Linked DNA regions of Danio rerio: region 2 is linked to region 1. A link is a contact called in public HiCAR-type data. All regions are on one chromosome and are shown on one strand. Each heading gives the region's core, a stretch centred on a gene start, on an enhancer-like site or on the middle of the called end of the contact. The rest is flanking DNA. Distances are from core to core; before and after follow the strand shown.

What was found. HiCAR-type assays count read pairs that join an accessible place to other places.
Region 2: a HiCAR-type map of caudal fin shows a contact between it and region 1, with 4 times the contacts expected there. The contact joins the enhancer-like site here to the promoter of efna1a in region 1. A contact is called at or near these places in 5 of 18 Hi-C or Micro-C datasets (embryo and hematopoietic stem cells) and 2 of 4 datasets of contacts at active chromatin or transcription factors (caudal fin and embryo).

What each region holds. Positions count from the first base shown.
Region 1 is chr19:9,537,230-9,541,781 of GRCz12tu, reverse strand. efna1a (ephrin-A1a) reads right to left here and starts at 1,789. Exons shown (of 5, transcript NM_200597.2): 1 at 1,508-1,789. The coding sequence starts at 1,605.
Region 2 is chr19:9,631,916-9,636,253 of GRCz12tu, reverse strand. No RefSeq gene overlaps it. Among named protein-coding and RNA genes, the nearest start is that of trim46b, 25 kb to the left of the region's middle. Within about 2 kb of position 2,988, at least 3 of the 62 cell types and tissues checked have an H3K27ac peak or open chromatin away from gene starts, as enhancers often do.

The sequences.
Region 1 (4,552 bases), core at 540-3,039:
ATAATAATAATAATAATAATAATAATAATAATAATAATAATAATAATAATAATAATAATAAAACATTTTAAGGTCAAAATTATTAGCCCCTTTAAGCTTTATTTTTTCCGATTGTCTACAAAACAAGCCATCGATACACAATAACTTGTCTAATTACCCTAACCTGGCTAGTTAACCTAATTAACCTAGTTAAGCCTTTAAATGTCACTTTAAGCTGTAAAGAAGTGTCTTAAAAACTAGTAAAATATTAATTACAGTCATCATGGCAAAGATAAAATAAACCAGTTATAAAGAATGAGTTATAAAAACTATAATGTTTAGAAAAGTGTTGAAAAAAATCTTCTCTCCGTTAAACAGAAATAAACCGGGGGGCTACTAGTCCAGAGGGGCTAATAATTCTGACTTCAACTGTATATGGATAAATTACTATTGAGAAAATTCAGTCATTTTCTTTTCGGCTTATCTATATATTTTAAACATAAATGCATGTAATTTGCCTACTAAAACTTAATTACATGTTAATTAAATGCTAAATAGGCATAACGTAATTAGATAGTGTTTTGACAGACTACGTGTCATACATTATTACGCTGAAACAACGTTCTCATCGCAAAACACTCGCTGAGTCGGTTCAACCGAATCACTATAAAAATTCTAAATTGATTCACTCGCGTCTGACTTGTATAGGCAATTTGAGTTTAGCAGTGATTTAGTCATCTGCTTTGCGTTTATCAGTCATCGGAAAAGTCACTCAGCACCTATTTCAACACCTCACTGACTTGTGCGTCAAAAAGCAAAACATTCCTGTGAGTTTCCTCTTCATTTCCAATTCAGTCGGGTATAATCAAACAAATAATTGACCACATGCATAACCTATACTGTATACTGTGAATGTTAACTAGTTATTTACATTAAATGTATTCACGTCCATACGTCAGTTTGTTGGTCTACTTATTCCTGTTAAGGTGTGTACAAGAACGTAGCACACACCCAGTAAAGCATCTTCAAAGAAAGAAGCTTATTTTTGGATCACATGCACAAATGTAAAAAAAAACACACACAAACACACACACACACACACGACATATTCAGGTGATTGGTAGTAGACAGATTATGACGCGAATAAGTGTGCGTGGATTATGTAATCTGTTACAGGTAAAGATGTAACGCTGCAACGTCAAAATGCGTCTGCAGTGTAAACAAACACGAGACTCCAACTCTAGTGGAGCTATCAAATCCACTGACCATTAAAACAATATTACGATACAAATTAATACTCACACACATAGATTAGATAGGATATGTTACCAAATAACATTGTAATTTGCAATATATATATATATATATATATATATATATATATATATATATATATATATATATACATATAAATAGAAGTAAAAAATAAAATGATTAGCCGTCCTATCAGAGTAATTATAACATTGCAAGCAAAATTACAATATGAAATGCACTGCAAAAGGAACATGTGGTACAAATGAGTACTTACTTAGAGTTGGTACTATTCCAGAAAACAGTGAGTCTCTCAGCTGAGGCGAACACAGCGCAGATACTCGCTGCAATGTATAAAAGCCACACCAGATCCATTATAGACCTTCTGTGAATCAATCCAAAATGAAGAAAATAACCAGCAACTGGTAAAGTTTCCTCTAAATCTCTGTGCAGTGGATGCAAACTGCTTTCAAGTTAGTTAATATGCAGGTTGTAGCTGTAATGCAAATACTGAATCAAGAGATCCGCGTCTATTATCTATCTAGTCAGTACTGAATGAAACTTTCTACACGTCGCAGTTTGGTTTTGTGGAAACGCCTCCACGCAAGCCACGCCCTGCAGCCAATCAGAACCCAGGCTTCCTTCTTTATGAAGGAGAGGCAGTCGATCGCCCTCTACAGATACTGTAGCTCAGTCTGAGGTTGGGGAATCGATTGTAAACATGTTTTCCGATTAGACTGTGACAAAGTGTTCTTAGAAATTCGACAGAGTTATGGAACATAATATGATATGGAAAAAAAAATAAACATTTGTATCGATTCACTCCCAGACATTCAGTCTGACTGGATAGGTGTTGATAGTCCGTAAGGGCTTTTTAACACATAGGGCATAAATGCTTTCATCTTCCCAATCAACAAAGTTCGGATAAAAACAAGCCATTAACACTTTCACACATACTCGAAATGCAAGTTAGACTAGTCTTTGGTCAATCCAATTTGGTCTGATTTTATTTGATGTCCTATTCAACTGATATTTAATCCACTGAATAGGCTACAAGTGATTAACCTCCCACATGAAACCAAACCATTGCATTACATATCAATAAAGGGGTCATGTTTTATGGTGTTCTATCCTCCTCATTTAGGTAAATATGAATATTTAGACAGTTTTAAATATTATTATTAATAATAATAATAATAATAATAATAATAATAATAATAATAATAATAATAATAATAATAATAATAATAATAAATAATTTTAAAAATCTAAACTGAACATGTTTTTGGGGTCGTTCATACTTTTAGCCTATACCTAAAACTTGGGTTAAAACAACCTAGCACTTTTAGTGTATAGTTTGCTGTCCACACATTTGGTATCCACATATATTTAAGACATTTTGATTTAGTAAAATGTCCAGTGTGCACCTTACATTTTTAGTCTAGTTTCACTATCACACACAAACAGTTGTGTTTGTGTATTGCACAATACACACTGACTGTTGACAGATTCAAGAAGAGCCAGCAGGCGTTTTAGCACTCTTGTCAAAACAGCATTACTTCTGCTGAATGCTAATGCAAAATTCAAGCCCCACTCACGGAGCAAATCATGGGGCTCAAATCTCCTTTATCTCCCCTTTTAATAGTGAGCCTGATATGCGCAGTGTTGGCTTTAAGTATTAACTACTGTAATTAGATTACTTTTTATCAAAAAAAGATATCACTTATTTATTTTTTTGCAAGTTAATTACAGTTACTTATAATTTACTTGCCTCAAATACTGTAAATAAATTCAACAGGTCTGGATTAATCAATCCAAAGAAGCAGAGTAAATATATTTTGCAGAATAATTATATTTTCCACCTAAAAAGGTTACATTTTTAAAGATGATTGAACATGCTTAAGCATGTGAAAAACAATAGATTGAGTAAGAAATATGATGTCATTACTCAAAAAAATATTCATATACATATGCTATAATGTCTTATTTGGATCAAATTTAAAGAATGAAAAGAATTGAATTTATTTTTTCTATGCATTTAGATTCACACGAATTTTAAATAGTATTGAGTGAAATATTTAAATTACTTAATAAGCAATTTAGATGGATATACTCAACCCACACACACTCACCGGCCACTTTAACAGGTACAACTGCTCGTTAGTGCAAATATATAATCACCCAATCACATGGCAGCAACTCAATGCATTTGTTTATGTAGACATGGTCAAGACGATCTGCTGCAGTTCAAACTGAGCATCCGAATGGGAAAGAAAGGTGAATTAAGTGACTTTGAATGTGGCATGGTTAATAGACGGGCTGGTCTGAGTATTTCAGAAACTGCTGATCTACTGAGATTTTCAAGCACAACCATCTCTAGGGTTTACAGAGAATGGTCTAAAAAAGAGAAAATATCCAGTGAGCGGCAGTTCTGTGGGAGCAAATGCCTTGTAGATGGCGGAGGTCAGAGGAGAATGGCCAGACTGGTTCCAGCTGATAGTAAGGCAACATTAACTCCAATTTGTATCATTGATTGCAGCCGCCAAACCTGCAGCAACAACGTGATGCTATCATGTCAATATGGACCAAAATTTCTGAGGTACCTTGTTGAATCTATGCTACAAAAGATTAAGGCAGTTCTGAAGGCAAAAACGAGCCCAACCAGGTACTAGTAAGGTGTACCTAATAAAGTGGCCAGTGAGTGTATATACATACAGAAGTATTTCAGGAAACACACCATCGTTTTTAACTCTGTTCGAACTAATGAAAGATCTTTTATTTAAGACTAAATAATCTCTTCATTTTGATATTAAGACGTTTTATTGCTTTTATTTCAGGCTCTGGATATTGTGTGTCAGTATGGCAATAGTAAAAAGCGTATAGGGTTTACATTGCTCTTATAACCTTATAAATCCATGGTAACACTTTACAATAAGGTTCATTAGTTAATGCATTTACTAACATGAACTAATCATGAACAACACATGTACAGGATTTATTTATCATAATTGAACATTTACTAATGCATTATTACCATCCAAGTCCATGCTTGTTAACATTAGTTAATGCACCATGAGTTAACATGAACTAACAATGAACTACTGTATTTTCATTAACTAACGTTAACTAACATGAACAAATACAGTAGTAAATGTATTGTTCTTTGTTTGTTCATGTTAGTAAATGCATTAATTAACATTAACTAATGAACCTTATTGTAAAGTGTGACCAAATCCATTAAGTTGTCTCTTTTTGACGTTTACTGCTAAGTCCTGTTTTATAACATACTTTATAAAACATTTGAACTAATTTGGATTGATAT
Region 2 (4,338 bases), core at 1,739-4,238, 93 kb before region 1:
TACTTACACTAAAATGGTTTCAAACCCCAAAACATGCTGGGTTGTTTTTGCACACATTCTGCTAAATTATGGACAAGCTCAGTGAAAAGTTTTCAGGTTAGTCCCTTTATTATTCTGGGGTCTTCACAGCGGAATGAACCGCCAACTTGTCCAGCATGTTTTACACAGCGGATGCCCTTCCAGCTGCAACCTATCACTGGGAATCACCCATAAACTCCCATTTACACACATGCACTACGGACTATTTAGATTATCAAATTCCCCTATACATGTCTTTGCACTATGGGGGGAAACCAGAGCACCCAGAGGAAACCCATGCGAACACAGGGAGAACATGCAAACTTCACACTGAAATGGCAACCAGCCCAGGGACTCGAACCAGAAACTTTCTTGCTGTGAGGCGTTTTTTTCAATATTTGTTTGTCCATATTTGACCCAGTGTTGGGCTAATATAACAAACTCTTTTATCAGAGTGTGGTAGACGTTGGTTTACACACTCTTAAGTGGTTCCAAGCTTGGGTAAAAAGGGGCTAAGCCGAAGGAAAATGAATGAATGAATGAATGACACAGCCGTTGGTTCAGTACACCCAAAATTTGGTTGAAATAACCCAGCATTTTTAAAGTGCACCTTCCAACCAATCAGAATCAGGAATTTCAGAATTGTACAGTGTTGGGTTACACTTTATTGTGGTGCTACCCTTTAGAAATCATAATGACTGTAACATTGCAACTAGATGTCAACTGTAATTAGAATATTAGCGAAACATTTCTCTCAAAACTCATTGGGTCGATTATGGACAAATCCAACCATTGGTTTAAATGAATTGTTTTTAACCCAGCTGTTGGGTTTGTGAATATAAGACCTATTGTTAAGATAATACAACCCAATATTCTCTTTAGAGTGTAGACTGCAGGTTCACTCTTGATTTACTTTACTTGAATTATTTCAAGCCTTAAAACTTGCTGGGTTGTTTTAACATAGACAAATCCAACTTGTTTAAATAAAAAAATATGCATTTTTAACCCAGCTGCTGGGTTAGTGAATATATAAGCCATTGTTAAGATAATACAACCCAACATTCTAATTAGAGTGTATTTTGAATTTATTATGGACAAACTTCTGGGTTACAATTAAGAAATTTTTAACCCAATTACTGGGTTAGTTCATTCATTCATTCATTCATTTTGGCTTAGTCCCTTTACTAATCTGGGGTCGCCACAGCAGAATGAACCGCCAACTTATCAATCATGTTATATGGAGCGGATACCCTTTCAGCTGCAACCCATCACTGGGAAACACCCATACACTCCCGTTTACACACATACATAACGGACAATTTAGCCTACCCAATTCACCCATACCACATGTATCTGGACTGTGGGGGAAAACCAGAGCACCCGGAGGAAACCCACGCGAACACAGGGAGAACATGCAAACTCCACACAGAAATGGCAACCAGCCGGGACTCGAACCAGCAACCTTCTTGCTGTGAGGCGTTTTTTCAATACGATTAAAAATATCTATTTTTTAACCCAGATTTTAAGTTTGTCAATATTTGACCCTATGTTGGGCTAATATAACCCACTCTTTATTTAGTATAGCAGACGTCAGTTTACACACCCTTAAGTGGTTCCAAACCTAAGAACACGCTAGGTCATTTTAGCACAAACTCGAGTAAAATATAGACAAACCCAGTGGTTGATTTAAATTTTTGAAGTCAGCTTTTAACCCAATCGTATTTATCCAAATTTGGGTCGAAACAGTTGAGCACTTTTAGACAGAGCACTAATGAGGCTTCTAAATCACCGCTTTTCATTTCACATGCATGCTATCTGACCCAATTTTACTTTCAATATCATATTAGTCAGAATTCAAATGAGCCAAACAGGCCCATGTGAGTTTTGATGCAATGCAGATATGCACATTGGTAAATGCTGCTTCGGAGAGCTTCATATATGAAAATCCACATATGTCTTTAATTGCTGCCATATTGGTTAGAAACCAGAAAGTGGAGTGGTTAGGTATGTTTCAGCTTAGACAGACCCTTTGAGAGACTATGAGCCAAAGGAGGGGTTAGCCAATGTGTTCCTCCGGTGGAATGTAACGTCGCAGTAATATTTCAGTTTTAAAAGCACAGATTTCTCTTTTGGCTCACGTTTCTGGTGACAGAAATGGAAAAGAATGTCACCTCTCTCTCTTTAGCATTCACACACATACTTGTACAGCTATCTTTATAGACGTAATGATAATGATTTGTATAGAAACTGTATATTCTATCTACCTACTCCTAAATCTATCCCTCAAAGAAGATAATGTCTATTTAAACATTTAAAACACTTTATTCTGTGTACATTTTTTTTGTGGGGGTTGAAAAAATGTCCTCAGAAGATCCGAAATTTGGTCCCCACAATGTAAGTAACACAAGCATACACTCACACCTTTTCTGCCTACAGTAAAATCGCTGCCTTTGTGTGTGTGATGCTCAATAAGAGCTCAGGGTGATACGTCTTAAAGATTGTGCGTCTTCTAACTTGATTTCCTCCTTCTTTCATCTCTGCTTTCATCTAAACTGCTGATCTGTCCCATCATTCTCCAAAAGTTCTCTCTTTGCTATCTTCATGTTGATCTCTTTCTTTCTCTTTCCTCCCACTCTCCATCATCCACTTTTCTTCAGGCTGGGAAGAGAGGGAAAACTCAGCACCAGATTGGGTTTTGACTGACTGAAGGTATGTAGCCACAACACCACATGTAGCTGCAGCCTCTAATCCGCACCAGGAAGTCTTATGCGCAGTCAGGGGGGGGGGGGATTTTTAAATACCTCAGAAGCTTTGCAGCTGCTTAACCTTCAGTGATTTTCATTTAATAAGACCAGCCATTTCCCCAAAGCACCACAGACTAGAATATTTGTAAAGTGTCCGTAGTCGCGGTGGCTGGTCGTACCCGTTGATCCGTTTCGTTATGAGCTTAGACCCGTACCAGCTGTTGAAGGTCTATATCCTGGTTGCTGCCATCTGCGCCCTCCTCTAGCTGACTAGACTAGAAGGGAGGGCTAGACGGTGGTTATACTCCGTTATTGTAGGGTAAAGACCACGGCAGGCTCATATTTTGATTTCACTCGCCGCAGTGTGTATTGACTAATTGTAGGATTGAGTTTCATGGAGTGTGTGGATGGATCTAAAAATGCTATCAAAGAGCGGTTGAACTGTTTGTTTCTAAAAAAAAAAAAAAACGAAAGATAAAAAGGATAGTGATGTACAGATGTGTATACATTGGCTAAAACCCTATTACACAAATAGGGTTTTAATCAAGAGATGTTAAATATTGTTTTCTTTAGACATTCGCATCAAAACTGATTTCAAACTATTGTAGCATGTCAACTAAAATGCTCTTGGTTTGAGTGCCTAAAATCATTCATTCATTTTTTTTCCTTTGGTTCAGTTTTTGGTTATTCAGAGGTTGCCACAGCGGAATGAACCACCGACTATTCCGGCATTTGTTTTACGCAGCGGGTGCCCTACCAGCCTCAACTCAGTACTGCAAAACCCCTGAACACACTATAGCCAATGTAGTTCACCCAATTCACCCAAAGGTTCGTCTCAAAGGTTTGAAATAACAGGAGGGTGAGAAATTGTAATGTTTGCCTAAACTGTTAATGGCCAGTAAAGTTTTCTAAATTAATATTAATTCATTCATTGTCCTTCAGCTTAGTCCTTTTATTCATCTGGGGTAGCCACAACGGAATGAACCGCCAACTTATCCAGCATATTTTTTACACAGCAGATACCCTTCCAGCTGCAACCCAGTACTGGGAAACATCCATACACTCATTATGGATGAGTTGGAGCTGACGGCTCGCCTCCGAGTGGAGGGCTTTCCCGATGCAACCAGTTTGTCCGCTTAGCTCACAGCGTTGCGTCGAAGGAGCGGAGGAGGAGGAGCCGGCCACGGGAACGACGACCGGGATCGAGTCCAGGGAACAGCGGTTCCAGAAATCAGGTAAGACGAAAAATAGAATCCGAAAAATAAGGGCGAGAACGCGGCGGGATCCGAAAACACGGTCTTAATCGAAGACAAGGGCTTTTGCTTTTTAGTTTTTTTTCTGGACGGCTTTTGCAAACCGTCGCTCGGGTTTAGGGAAGGAGGAAAAAGAGGAGGAAGAGGAGGGCGGCCGGGTCGGCCGATCCAGCGGCTTTTCGCGCGAGAACAGCGCGGACGCGAACACCGCGCGCTCCCGAGAGGCGGCCGAGACGCGAAAAAGCGCGCACAGCGGCCTCTCGCAGATCCGCGAAAACAAAAAACGCTCGAATATGTACCTCCCGGGACATATCTCACAGTCT